Linked DNA regions of Mus musculus: regions 1 and 2 are each linked to region 3. A link is a contact called in public HiChIP or PLAC-seq data. All regions are on one chromosome and are shown on one strand. Each heading gives the region's core, a stretch centred on a gene start, on an enhancer-like site or on the middle of the called end of the contact. The rest is flanking DNA. Distances are from core to core; before and after follow the strand shown. Region 1 has its middle 26 kb from the start of Gm31155. Region 2 has its middle 49 kb from the start of Gm31155. Region 3 overlaps Efnb1 (ephrin B1).

Region 1 (4,262 bases), core at 508-3,007, 380 kb before region 3:
AAACCCCAAGGATGGGAAGGCTCTGGAGCTCAGGACTCTGACAGTAATCATGTTAAGCAGATATTTATTTATCCCTTTATTAAGCAAGCCAATTAGCATGTAAGATCTGAGAAGCTGATTTGTAGGCCCGGGAGCAGAGCACATGCTCTCAAGCCTCGAAGGTCCTACTTGGGACTCTTTTGTGACTTGTCACCTCCTAACCTTTCCAAAAGCAAGATCATAAAAAGGCAAAATTGGGAGGAGTCACTAGACATGGGTAGAGATAGGAGGCCAAGGGCCAGAATAGAGATAGGAGCTTGCCTGTGCCCACACAATGAATGCAGGTGATTCCTAAGAAGGTAGAAGGTGCAGGGAGCCCTGTAAAGGTTATTGCTTTGTAGCGGGGATGCATGGAATGTTGAAAGTGAGTGGTCAGGAGGGACTTCATAAATGGGGACATTGGGTGAGCAAGGACATTCTGCCAAAGCACTGGAGCCAAGGTACAGAAGTAGGAAAGTGCACAGCATATGAGCATAACCGAAGCATGTCATTTATTCTATCAGTATCCTGGCAACGGTAGAGCAGTGGAATTGTGCAAAGAGCTCAAAGAGGCTAAAGCTACATGCTGAAGACTGGGATCCAGCTGGCCAAGGTCAGCATGGCTAGTGGCAGGTAGGAGGGAGGATGCTAGCTTCTGTGTGGGGAGATGATGGGTCTGGAGCCAAGAGGAGGGAGGGTAATTGGAACTCTAAAGGCATTGCAAGGCTGGGGAAAGCTGTGAATCCACGAGCCACTTAAGCTGGGCTTCTTGCACGCTACCACGAGCCAGGGCAGGCAACATGCCCTGGAGATGCTCCCGAGTGAATTAGGCAAGCAAACATGCTAAAGAAAGGCTTGACAGGGCTGGGATGACTCAATGGAAGAGTACTTGCATAGCATGCACAAGGCCCTAGGGTTCCATCCCTTACACTGCCATGTAAATGACATGTATATGACAATCCAATGCAGTAAGAGCTGAGATGGAAAAAGAGTTCCAGACCAAAGCAAAGAAGCCTAGAGGTGTGACTAGGGTTGAGTTTTTACAGTTCTTAGTATCTGCACATTTGGGTTTATATATCCCTCCCATGCCATAAGAAGGGAGTTTTGTTTTGACTTTTGATACAGGGTTTCACTATATAGCCCAAACTAACTAGCCTTGAACTCTTGATCCTTTTTTCTTCCCCCCTGGAGTACTAAGATTTCAGGCATATGCCATCATACCCTGCAAATATGTATCTTTTGATTCCTCCTAGTAACTCAGTGGACCAGAGAGTATTACCACCAGCTTATAGGTAATAGAAATTAAGGCTGCACATGATAAAGCAACAGCTGCCACCATAGGCTAAAGTATGAACCTTCCTTCAACTGTAGCTGCATCACGTACCAGTTGGACCATGAATAAATGGTGAGCATCATGGAGCCTCACTGTTCTTCCCATCAAATAAATAATGCCTCTATCAGATTCATTCAGCAAATAAGTATAGAGTCTCTAGTAACAAGCCACAAATGTCAGTTTACTTACTCCCTGCCCATAAAAGACTTTCTCAGGCTCATACAACTTGCCAAGACTCAAATCTAGGCTCTTTGAGTTAAAAGCCCCCTGTGTTGGTGAGATGTACCTTGTCTCTGTAGACTCATCTATGCTTTATCACCTCCAAGGGACAGTGAGAGAACAGCTATGCTGACTCAGGCTGACAGCAAGGAGGATGGCGGCTAGACACTGGCATGATTTTGCTGACAATGTTGTGAATCATCAACCGGAAGAGCTGCAGCTCTGGGAACATGGGATCTCTAAGGGGAGGAATAGCCCCAGTGAGTGTGATTGGGAGAGGTTGCCCTATCCAGAGGAATAGGAAACGATGAGATCACCTATGCTGCAGACTGGAAAGAGCCCAAATAGGTCATCTGGTCCAGGGCCTCTGGGCAGAACTGTTCTAAGACCAGACTTTATTAAAGACTTCCCTACAAGGTCTCCAGGGGAAAACATTCCTCAGCCTCCCTTGGCCACTCAAGAATACATTTTCCCAGCTCCGTTCCAGAACCTTCTTTTTTTTTTTTTTTTTTTTTTTTTGGCTAGTTTCTCCTGCTGCTGCCCCTGCTTCCTGTGGCAGAGTTACAAAGCTGCTGGGCCACTTTGGGCCACTCAGCTCACTAAACATGAAGGGACGATAGCAGCTTCTGTTTGCCAACCCCTAAGGCTCAATTTCAAAGTCACCAGCTAAGACCCTCCACAATGTGTCCCACCCAGCTCCCTGGGCTCAGCTGTCCTTCACGACTTCCAGCCTGGCAGGCTTGCCTGGCTGACTCTCAGCCCACTGCAGTCCACCGTTTCAAGACCTTCAAGTCTCTGGAAGCAGACTGCTCGGAGGAGCCAGCCCTCATTCTTCCAGAAAGTCTCTCTCCTACCCCCGTCCTGTTCTGTGCTTACTTTGCTGTCTGATCCGCATGTCAGAGTAGTACTGGGTTGTGGGCCAAAAACTGGTTGAATGTTGGCCATTTCATAGGGTTCAAACCAAACAGTGTGTCTGTTTTGGCTTCTCGGCTGTAAGGACAGTACTGTGCTCATCTCCACACCCCCCCTCCACGCCCCCTCCACACCCCCTCCACATCCCTCCCCCTCCCCTCCTCCCCCCTCCTCCACACACACTCAGATGCCTGGAACATTGCCTTGCGAACCAAAGGAGCCAAAGCATGCGTATTGAATTCTTTGAATACTCAGGATAATATCTGGGTGAGGTTCCATTCATACATTTTGTGTCAGCTACTCCTCATAGCCAGGGTGTAAGGAAGGTCCTCTTCCCTCCTTGTTTGTAAAACAGGGCAAGTGATGTACAATGAAGTTATTTGGTCGGGGCCAGGTGGCCACCATGATCTGGGCTCACCAATCTCATCAAATATGGGTAGACTTGGCCTGAATTGTGCCATCATATGAAGGGCACACAGAATCTGCATAATGCATACACATTACCAGGCTTCCTCAAAGATGCTCCAGCCCTAGACCTCCCTCCCATCCCATTTTCCTCGGGTCTTCTGGAAATCAGTGATTGATCAGGTATTGGGGAGTTTGTGAGACATCACTCACATTCTAAGGGCTACCTAGCCACCGCCCTTCTTCCTCATGTCTTTTCTGGCTTCTCTCGTGTACCACACAGCTTTACAGTGGGGTATTTCTGGGCCCAGTATGTTCAGAGTTTATCAAAGCTGCTTCTTGACATAGGTGAGAAGGCACTCTTTACCCACATTCCCCTCCATGAAGGGGGGGGGGGCTCGAATTTTCTATCCTCATCCTTCCCCAGAGCCACAGAAGGAAGATGTTAATACGACTGGTATTATAAGATTATAGTGCATAAATAAGCATTCTTATGGCGTGAGTAACCAACTCAGTTATTGTGTGCTGGGGCTTGCACACACTAAGTCAACATTCTACCACCGAGCCGCAACCACAGCCACAACCACAGCTGGACATACTCACTTGAAGGTTTATTAGGAAAACAACAGAACCAGCCCAAATGATATAACGGATCTTGCTGCTCAGTTTGGCACAAAGGTTTGTGTTGTCCCCAAGTAAGCCCAGTTAAAAGAAAGTAGTTGCCAATCAATTAGACAAGGATGGAACGAATGGGCAAGAGCCATGATGACAAGATGTGAACAGTGCTTTCCCCACTTCCAGTCACAGAGCAACCTGAGCACTTCTGCTGAAGAGGATTTACACCTGTAGGGAGAAACTGAAGCAGGAGGATCTAGGAACCAATCACTTTCAAGTTCTTTCTGTGGCCAGAAACAAAACGGAATCCCCAAAAGAAAAAGGACCTCACCCACAGTTGTGATCTTCAGCATTTAGCCAAGTGCTTGGTACATCACTACTCAATAAATACTGGATCTATACGTGCATGAGTTTTGGAGACCTTGAGAAAAAGGAATTCCCATTGTCAGATGTCACAGTGAAGATTATATGAGGTAGCTTAGAGCATGTCACATTGGGCCTGGTACACAGCTGGCTCTCAATTACTGCTGTAGCCCTTGGGAGGAGGGAGGCTAATCTGGGCCTCAGGTAGGGAAGGCAGGCCAAGATTCCCCAACAGCTTGCAGCTGAACCGCAAGGTCCAGGGTCTTCTAGGCCTGCACAGTTACTTGTATCCTTGTTCATGCAGCCGGGGTCAGGGGCACTCATCTGATTGGGATTGCTTGTCTAAGATCTCTCTTTTCAGTATGAGCTATGCCCCCGAGGCAGGCTGCCCACAGCT
Region 2 (4,870 bases), core at 1,921-4,420, 460 kb before region 3:
AAATGAAATCTCATCAGCATATTAATAGGACATTATGGTTTCTAATGAGGATCCAGCAAACATTTACGGAGCAGATTAAAGACAGCTCCACCCCATTAAACAGCCCAGAGCCTTCCCAAGGGACCTGCAGGTGGGGGAGGGGAGGGGCAGCTGGGAGAGGCTGCTTGCTCTGGAGGCCTGCGTAGAGAGGGGAGGTGGGAAGAGACTCACCCCACTAAGAGATAGGCTGGCCTCAGCCAGCTCTTTTTCTTCCTAAAATAGGAGCTGGATCCACATTGCTGTGACCTGGTCCTAGAGGTATCTGGGAGCAAGGTCTGGGAGCACTTACTTGCTGGCAAGTATATTTCATTCAGTGGTGTACTATCCAGGCCCAGCCCCAGCCCCAATTACCCTCAAAACTGATGTTTCACTTCATTCAGACATAACTTAGCAAACATGTGCATATAAGAACCAGCATTTGCTGCGTGCTAGGTACCATATGGGGCACGCATGCAGTGGGGATTATGTTAAGTCCATAACAAGCACACAAAGCAGAGAGTTTTCAGTCTAATTAGCCTTCAGGAAACAGGCTAATGTGGTGCTCGAGTCCCACAACACTTCAGAAGTCCTTTGCTTGTAGTTGAAGGGCTTGTTGTTGAACCCAAGTCCTCATGGATGCTGATGCTGAGCAAAGACTCCGGCACTGAGTCACACCTCAATCCTAAACCTCTGCACTGAGTCACACCTCAATCCTAAACCTCTGCGATTCTAATCCTAGGCTGTCTGACTTTAAAGTCCACATTAGTTCTCTTATGCCATGTGATTCAGATAGGATGCCCTCCATGTCAGTGACAGTGATGTCTCCTGGGCTTCACCTCCCAATCCCCCCACTCCTTCCCCAGAGGCAGTTCCAGCACCATCATGAACTAGCTGTATGGCCTTGCAAAATCTCAACCTCTCTGTCTTTTTTCTTCTTCCCTCAAAAGAGGCTAGAATGGCTGCCTGTAGTAGTAGTACACACATACAGTCCTGGGCAAGAAGATCTCACGTTCAAAGCTAATTGGGGCTACATAATTAAGAGCTTACCTGCAACAAAAAAAAGCAAACCAAACAAAATTACAAGGCTAAAATGCCAAGGTCCATGAAAAGGTGGGATGGGAAGTGCTTTGTAATTGACTGTGGGCACACTCTCTATACATCGTTATTTTTACATCTATCAAATAACAGTTTTGCCCACTTTGCCCTTCAGTAGGCAAAGGGGGGAAGCCTGGCAGGATTAAGGACAGTAGGTAGCAATCAAATGCTCCCCAGACATTACTACCTGCAGCTATCATGGTCTTCAGCCAAACTTATGGAAAGTGTTCTGTAGCCATAGGTAAGGAAGAAAAGAAAACACCCACGGGAACTGCTCAGGACTAGAGCTCCGGAAAGGAGCAAGCGGGGTCAGTCTCCTTTGAAAGCTTTTCCCAATGCTTGGCAGTCCTTGGTTCTTGGTTTGTAAATAACATAAGAAATTAACCAATAGGTCATTGGCATCTAGACCCAAGCATCCTGTCACCATTATGTGTTTCAAATACTCAAGCCACCCAGATCTCTGCACTCTCGTCAGGCACATGCCAATTTCAGGAGTTTCATGTTTCATCTTCTGATGACCTTGGGCTACCTTCAACACCTTTAGCTTTCCACTAAAATGGCCACTGGATTTGAATTTTCCATGCAAAACTGTCCTTCTCTTATGAAGAATAAGCGAGCCCAGTCTCATCAGCCCTGCCCATGACTTTCTTTCCTATCAAGAAAGAAAGACTTTCTTTCTTATCACTGGCTAAGTTCCCCGTGACTTACAACGAGGTCTGTAAAAGCAGGGTCTCTCTCTCTCTCTCTCTCTCTCTCTCTCTCTCTCTCTCTCTCTCAACACTGCCTTGAAAAGGGACAAATGTTTTCTTCAATGAAGTAAAAAGCCCAGGGATGCCTGTGGCACATGTCTGTGCTTGAATCGTCTCTGCTCAGGCTGGACCATTTTTCTAAAAGGGAAATTCCATCCTAGTTTGTTTAGTCATTTAGTGTGCTGCATGTGTATACATGTGCTGTATGGTACATGTGCTCCAGACTCTTAAGGAGTTTCCATGTTGAGGGTGGGGAAGGTGACTGGTACATTTAAAAGTGTGTGTAATGCTGTGAAGAACACCAAACAGTGGCGGGGAAGGGTATGGGACGTGTCCCTAGGCAGGTGTCAGGGTGAAGACTGGTAAGAGCTACCTCAGCTCCTAAGGTAAAACAAAGCAGAGTGGAAGGAGTCCATTGGCCCCAGGATTTCCAAGCAGGCTGCTCCAGTGACATACAGAGGATGCTGCCAAAGTCCTTCTCTTTGCTGAGGCCAAAGTCTCCTCCTACCTTAGACAGCTAGGGCACTCTGGATCACCTATGAATTCCCTCCACTGACCTTGACTATCCCCGAGAATTGCCAGACCCCTTCCCCCATGATGGCAGCCTCTTTCCTTGACTTCAGTCTCCAAGAGTTTGGTCTTTCCTCAGACATGGTGATGACACCCAATGAAGGTTCGAAAAGATGCTGGCTTCTGCAGGGTGTCCAAGCCTGCCTGTGGTGAAAGCAGCCTGTTTACTTTAAGTATCCAGTCTGTCTGTCGGTTTGTCTGTCTTCCCAGATAGCTCATCTCTTCCATTGCTCTGCAGACTGGCACACAGATGCTAAGCTTCTCAGGTTCCCTGTGGGCCAGCTCATTGGCATGGTCTGGCTAGCCACCTGTGCACCAGGTCCTACCACCCCACACTGCTCTCCAGCTCTCCTCTGAACTGCCTCCAGCTCAGCTCCATCAGTACAATGATGAGGTGTCTGCAGCTGGCTGCAGTGAGCTCAGCAGAGCGGAAGAGCAAGGCAGAGAGGCCAGGAGCAAGCACACACTGCCCCAGCTGGCCCTGGAATCTACCAGATGTGCCCCCTCCCCGCCCAGTTTGTCAGCCCAGTGTCATCCTTGCCCTGCTGCTCACAGCCCAGGGGCATCTGCTGAAGAAGAGGTGAAGTCCAGCCGGGAAAAAGGCAAAGGAGGTCAACGCCTGTGAGGATACAAAGAATTGTACGTTTCAAAGACAAATGTCTGACTAACAACTCTTCATAGCTGTACTGCACAGCAGCACGAGGAGGCACACTCTCATTCACCCTGCAAAGGTTTACTGCGCGCAGGCTCCATGCCAGGTCCAAGGCACAGAGGAAACCAGGAACAGGCAGGGACTAGAGTCTGGCAAGACAAGGAGATCTGTCATGATGACACATGAGGGTCAAAGTCCAGACAGAGGCGCAACAGGCAGTCAGAGAGGGTGGCTGTGCTGGGGGGGGGGGGTGTTAATGTGATTTCTCAGGAAAGGGAGCCAGGCTTGGCATGGTGGTGTTTGCCCATGATGCTAGCAGCTACGGTGGGAGGATCGCTGACTCCAGGCCCAGTCTCAAAGCAAACATGGAACCTTTTCACAGGTCCTAAACAATAAACTACAGTGAGCCAGCAGGGGTGGGAAGGGGTGCCCAGAGAACGCCTTGATCGATCTTCCCAGCACCGGGGAAGGCAGACACTTGACTGCCAGTTGTACAGACGATGAAACAAAAGCCCACACATGACTGTGCAGCTTTCCTGTGGGCACACGGATCTTCTCTCTTCTACTGACTCACCTGGGTGTGTGTGTGTGTGTGTGTGTGTGTGTGTGTGTCGGGGGGTCTTATCTATTCTTCACAGGTGAGGGGAACAGGCTCTGAAATGAAGTGTCCAGGAAGACAAACCCTGGTTTCTCCTAGGTTCCAGAGCTGGAGACCTGCTGTTGAGGGGCCAGGGACCTGAAGGAAGGTGAAATCCCACCCCCACTTCCTCCCTTTGGCCTTTCCCCTACCTGCCAGGGACACCCCTCCCCCTCTCCAGCAGATCTTCCTGTGACTGGAGCACAGTTTCAACACTCATCCAGTCCTCCCCTTGAGTCAGACGACAGCCAGAGGAAGGACCCGGGTTTTCTTGGATTACTCAGAAACTATGGTTGACAGAACGCAGGAGCCCATGTTGCCACAGGCCAAGTGTGGCAGCAGCATAGGACCCCAAAGACCAAACCCCCATCAGCTGCCTGCATTCTTCTCTCTACCTCACACACACACAAAATCTGTGGCACGTGGTGCACAAGGAAGGGAAGGAGGGGAGAAGGGTGGCTCCCAGGACTGGTAACAGCAGGTTACTGACAGCTTTGGAGCTTCCTGGATGCTTCTCTCAGTATAACCCTGTGAGTCCACATAAGTGCTGGCACTGTTCTGAAAGGAGGACCATGGGGTTCCAACAGGTAGAAGAACCTGCCTAAGATCACCCAGCATGTGTGTGCACTGACTGCTCAGGACTCTACCGAGGTCTGACATCCAGTCTCCCCTCTGTTAAAACCAAGAGGACGTTGAGTGCTAATAGTGAACTTCTCCACAGCCAGCTGTTGGGAGGACAGAACTGATACCGTGCCAAAGAAGGGCCCTTCCTCACGCTCTTAGCAAGTGAGGGGGCGTTAAAAGGCACTGCTAACATGCTCAGGCACTGAAATAGGGTGGTCAGATTGAGCGAATGAAACAGCAGTACGGCCAGATAATTCAGGGAAGTGGTGAAGATTTCTCCATATGGGTGTATCCTTTTTAGTCTACTTGTCCCCCAAGCCCCATCATAGTAGTTCCCCATGACCAACACACATCCTGCTGCATGCTTTAAATCATCTTTAGATGGCTTGTGATACCAAATACAATTGAAGTGTTGTGGAAGTAGTTGTCATTCTATGTCTTTATACAAGCGCTGTCTAGGCAATGATCCACAAACAAAAGGCTGTGCACGGCTGATACACACTCTATTTTTTCCCAAATATATAA
Region 3 (4,609 bases), core at 1,642-4,141:
TGCCCTGAAGTGTGCCCAAGAGGCTGGACAGTAGTGTTCTGCACCCAGGGAAGGGGGAGGCCACAGGGTCCTTAAGCCTCCGCTTAGCATTGGATTGCCCAATTCAGTGTCTGTGCCACTAACCGGCTGGGTCAAAGGCCCTTGCAGATGTTGTCAAGCTGTTATGCTGATGAGTGGCTTCAGGGCTATGCGAGGTGCCTCAGAAGAGTGGCCCCCCAGGGAGAATTGCGCAAAGTGTGTTTTCGAAGCCAGCTTTGAACCAGGCTTAAATCTCCCCGGGATGGGGGGATAGATGGGGGCACATTTTTCTCAGCTGTTTTGGTAATCACCTTAAACAAACTTACCCAGTTTGTCAGTATAAACATTACATATATGTAGATGTGTTTGGCTCAACCCCCTGCAGCCCTTTGATGTGTGCACCTGCCCCTTTCTCTGGTCTCTCCTCCTCTGTCGCCTCCCACCCATCCCTGTCTCCGTCTCCAGCAGGACAGAAGAGATGTGTTCCTCTGTGCCCATTGGGGAAGAGTCTTCTCAGTTCCTTCATGAAAGGGTCGGTCTGGAAAGGAGCTAACAGCTCTACCATTTCTGGCTCCTGATTTTCTGCCTGAGTGGAAGGCTTGTCCAATTCAGCCAGTGTGGTTCTGCCCTTGTTTCTCCCAGAACCCTTCCCCTGGGGATCTGGGCAGAGAATGGGAAAGTCTTCAGAAGCCAGCTGCTCTTCCATCACCTTCATCCACGTGACTGATGGGCCAGGCAGGCTGTGCTGCTCCTTCCTATAAGCTATGGAAGTGTTTGCGGTTGTAGTGGGGGAGCTGCACTGGAAGCAGCAGACCAGTATAGGGACAGCAGGATAACCTCTTAGGAGCCTTGCAAGAGGCCAGCTTTGATTAGTTATGATGAAAACTGCATGTGGAGCACCGGAAAGCCAAACTATCCACTACATTGTCACTGAAGAAGCCTCAGTGTGCCATGTATCCAACATTTGTTGGCAAAAAAAAAAAAAAAATGCACGAATGAATGAAAGACTGACTTTAGAAGCCCAGTTTTGAATCTGCATATGTTTAATCTGCCTCTCACATTCCCACCACCCAGTCACAGAGTAAGCCGATCTAATTCAGCCAAGTACTAAAAGACTCTGAGAACTTGGGGGACCTGGGGTCAGGAATCTCATGTATTGCTGGGATTGTTTTAAGGAAAATGGACAAATCTCATACTACCTCTACATTATCAGAGAGGACAATGCACGCACACACACACACACACACACACAAACACACACACACACACACACACACACACACACACAAGGCAGTGGTCTGGTCAAACGAGGAGTCCCGGATCAAAAGGCCCCTTGGCAAACCTCTTACCTTCCACAGACCTTTAAATTCCTCTTTCCCCATAACCTCCAGCATTTCCTCTTCCCCTTTTCTTGGCCAGATGAATAATAATCAACCCCCAGAAACAAAACCTGCAATGACTTTCCTCCCCATGCCCTTCGATCCCTCTTGCCCAGGGCTCTGTGACCTCTACCTTGGGCAGGTGCTGCTTCCCCCACCCCCTTCAGGTGTTTCCCAAGGGAGGAGCCAAGATCTGATGGCCAGCTGTACCATCAGCAGCAGATGGACAAGGACACTCCTTAGGCTGACCGAGATGGGTTGTCACTAGGATTGTTACATGTCTGGGTAGGTGGGTTAGGTTTCCAAGAGTGATTGGCACCAGCTGGTCAGAGGGCCACTTGCTTAGCAGGGTCCAACCTAGGACATCCCCAGGTGGGTTGCAACCCTCCTTTGATTTTTGGACCCATTTTTACCCTGCTTTAGAGGGTCCCGAGCCAGCCACATCCCACAAACATTGGGAATGCAGCCTAACCTCTTAAAATTGACTGGGTCTCAACCAACTCAAAGGAGCTTCGGCCTTCAAATTCTACAAAGCTGGTCGTCCCTTTCTGGGGAACCCAGGCCTGGGTAACAGCAGCTCGGTTGGATTTCCTAGGTCAATTGGGTTCTGCCTGCAGAGGAAGCCAGGCAGCCCCACCCTCACCTGGGAAGCATCCTCTATCCCTGACTCACCAGGAGCTAGGGCCCAGCTGGGACAGGAAGGCGAGTAGAGGGTGGGGCTGCTTTGGAGCCCATCCCACTAGAGGACCACCCCTTCTGCCTCCCTGGAGCTAAGCCTGGCCCTTCCCTGACCCAGATGAGAGGGTGAGGGAACTGGGTAAGAAGGACTCTTGTTCCTCAAGGCTGGCAAGGAAGAGGCAAATGGAGAAGTGAGGGGTGTGTGTGGGGGGGATCACCTGCTTCCCTGTCTGGGAACTTCTCTGATTTGAGTCCCTCATGACCCTCTTCACCTGGTGTGCATTTCTGGATACATTATGCCTTGCTGGGTCTCAGTTCCTCCCATCAAATATGAGGCAAGCAATTTCCCTACCTGCCATTTTCATAATGCATCTTCTGCAGCTCAGAGAGATGGGCCATGTTACATACTTGACAAAAGTGCAGCTAGGCTCCTGGCGAAGGCCACTTCTACACGGCGTACCCAGGAACACCAGCCATGGCACTCATGCCAGGAAGCAGCGCGCCAGAAGCTTTCTGGGGTTGGGTAGGACGGCCCAGACTTTCCTTTGTCTCCTCCTAATTCCTCTTTACATCCCCACATCTTACTTCCGGGATCCTACTCCTGTCCCCTACCTCACCCCATCCATCACCAGGTTAGGGGACTGCTAAAGGACAAGATTGGGGAGGTCTACGTCAGGCTCACCCACCTTGAGGTCAGAGACAATCATCTGTCCAGAGCTAGCCCTGGTCAGAGACTCCCAGCTCAGGCTGGGCCCCACTCAGGGCAAGCAGTCAAACAGCAGAGGCCTGATCTGATCCAAGCACTTCCTTTGGTTAATGAGAAACCAAATAAACAGACTCTGCCCCAGTTGGCTCCAGCAGCACCCTAGGCTGGCCCAGCCCTATTCTAGACCAGCCTCTTTTCCCTCCCCTGGCAAGTCCCACATTCTCAAGGCCCTCCTCCCCCTTCCTTCTCAGTGCTCCCCACTTGTCTGGGAGCTGGGCCTGCTCCTTGCCTGTTCCAGTGGGCTTCCTGCTGGATCCCTCGCTCACACCCTCATCCCTCCTCCTCCTCCTTCCCTCTATCACTTTCTCACCCATTTTTAGCTGGTGGGATCTCACTTTTCCGCCTCCCCTGATAGCTGTCTTAGCCATTGGCAGAGGTGGTCCCTTGAAAAGTTCACAGGCTCCTCTGGGCCCTGCCAGTCTGTACCTCTTGTCAAAGGATGGAAAGCCAACCCTGCTTAGGACCCCTCAGCACTTTCTGACCTGAACACATCAATTACTCATCGACCTGTGGAAGGGAGCCTGGGCAGTCAGTGCTGTTCTAGCTGTAGGGCCTTCACTGCCAGCCAGAAGCCACCAAGTATGCCATGGCGGCACCTCTGGTGTAGCTCCCATTGTGAAGACAGGAAAAGGAAGATTGTTTTGGCTGAGAGGCCAAATGGGCAGTATGAAGTCACCCTAGTGCCCAGTGAGCCATCTTTGGACGTCGGTTCTCTCCAGCTTCAGACATCTTGGGGCAGGACAGGGTTGGGCCTGCCATAGGGTTCCACATTTAGTTCCAACCAGGTGGTGGCAGTACCTGGAGACACACCCAGGTTCCCCATGGGAACACCCCCTCTCCATCAACCTTTTCTGTCTGAGCCTGGTGCCAGCCAGGGCAGATGCCTATGGTCTGCGCCACAGCGGTGACGGGATGGCTGGGGGGAGGGGGGACCTCAGGCTACAGGGCAGCGGAACAAGGAGGCCAAGACACTTAGGAGGCAGAAAGCGGCAGGAAGCACATGGGCACTTTAACGAGCTTGCTTCACAGGACAGCCACTGGCCCTGATCATCTCTGGTTTGGCAAAGGAATTTTCTCACACACACAAGTACAGGCACAGGCACATACAGACACACTATCACACTTCATTCCCCGACATCATGACACTAGTTTACACTCATTTCTCCATGTGGTTAATTTTTTTTTTTTTTTTTAGTTCTCATTTTTTTTCTAAGAAAAAAGCAACAAGAAAATAATTCAGAGTTTATACAAAACATCTTTACATTATTTCTTCCAAAAAAGACTAGTATTTACACAAATGGCAACAGAATCAAAAACAAAAATCCCTTCCGACTGCCACCTGGAAGGGGCTGGCTGTTTTGCTCCCTCTCCCACCTGGCACCGGGGTGGGCAGCTGGCCAGGAGGCAGTGTGGAGGTGGGTGGTGTAAGGCCCAGCTCCTTCCATGGCAGCCCTGGGAGTGCCTGCGAGGCACAGTTGAGTGGCAGTCTGTTAGCAGCCGTGCTGCCAAGGAGCTGGGGTCAAAGTGCACTGCAGGCTGGCCCAGCCCCAAGCAGCCTCTTCCTCTTTCCAGGCCCCAGCTCCAAACTCGGGGCGGGGGGTGGGGTGGGGGGACAGTGGGAGCCATATTGAGTGAGTGGGGGGTGTGTGTGCTTTGTACTAGAACCCAGGGAAGGAGCAGGCCGCCTGGCCTTACACCCGCTTAAGATCTCCACCTTGAACCAAAGATGCCAAAGATAAGGAGAGAACAGGGTGGTGGTGGTGGGGGG

Evidence for each region. HiChIP or PLAC-seq counts read pairs in DNA pulled down with a chosen protein or histone mark.
Region 1: a contact with region 3 is called in a FOXA1 HiChIP or PLAC-seq map of pancreatic cancer cells. The contact joins two enhancer-like sites. A contact is called at or near these places in 10 of 484 Hi-C or Micro-C datasets (the CH12 cell line, ECoMG myeloid progenitors, the P5424 cell line and 5 more) and 4 of 115 datasets of contacts at active chromatin or transcription factors (embryonic brain, embryonic stem cells and pancreatic cancer cells).
Region 2: a contact with region 3 is called in a FOXA1 HiChIP or PLAC-seq map of pancreatic cancer cells. The contact joins two enhancer-like sites. A contact is called at or near these places in 2 of 115 datasets of contacts at active chromatin or transcription factors (embryonic brain and pancreatic cancer cells) and 1 of 9 other capture datasets (embryonic stem cells).

What each region holds. Positions count from the first base shown.
Region 1 is chrX:99,528,941-99,533,202 of GRCm38.p6, reverse strand. No RefSeq gene overlaps it. Among named protein-coding and RNA genes, the nearest start is that of Gm31155, 26 kb to the left of the region's middle. Within about 2 kb of position 1,757, at least 46 of the 459 cell types and tissues checked have an H3K27ac peak or open chromatin away from gene starts, as enhancers often do. A contact at or near this core is called in pancreatic cancer cells, where this site is marked.
Region 2 is chrX:99,603,626-99,608,495 of GRCm38.p6, reverse strand. No RefSeq gene overlaps it. Among named protein-coding and RNA genes, the nearest start is that of Gm31155, 49 kb to the right of the region's middle. Within about 2 kb of position 3,170, at least 23 of the 459 cell types and tissues checked have an H3K27ac peak or open chromatin away from gene starts, as enhancers often do. A contact at or near this core is called in pancreatic cancer cells, where this site is marked.
Region 3 is chrX:99,148,418-99,153,026 of GRCm38.p6, reverse strand. Efnb1 (ephrin B1) reads right to left here. Exons shown (of 5, transcript NM_010110.5): 5 at 4,005-4,609. Among named protein-coding and RNA genes, the nearest start is that of Efnb1, 15 kb to the right of the region's middle. Within about 2 kb of position 2,891, at least 53 of the 459 cell types and tissues checked have an H3K27ac peak or open chromatin away from gene starts, as enhancers often do. A contact at or near this core is called in pancreatic cancer cells, where this site is marked.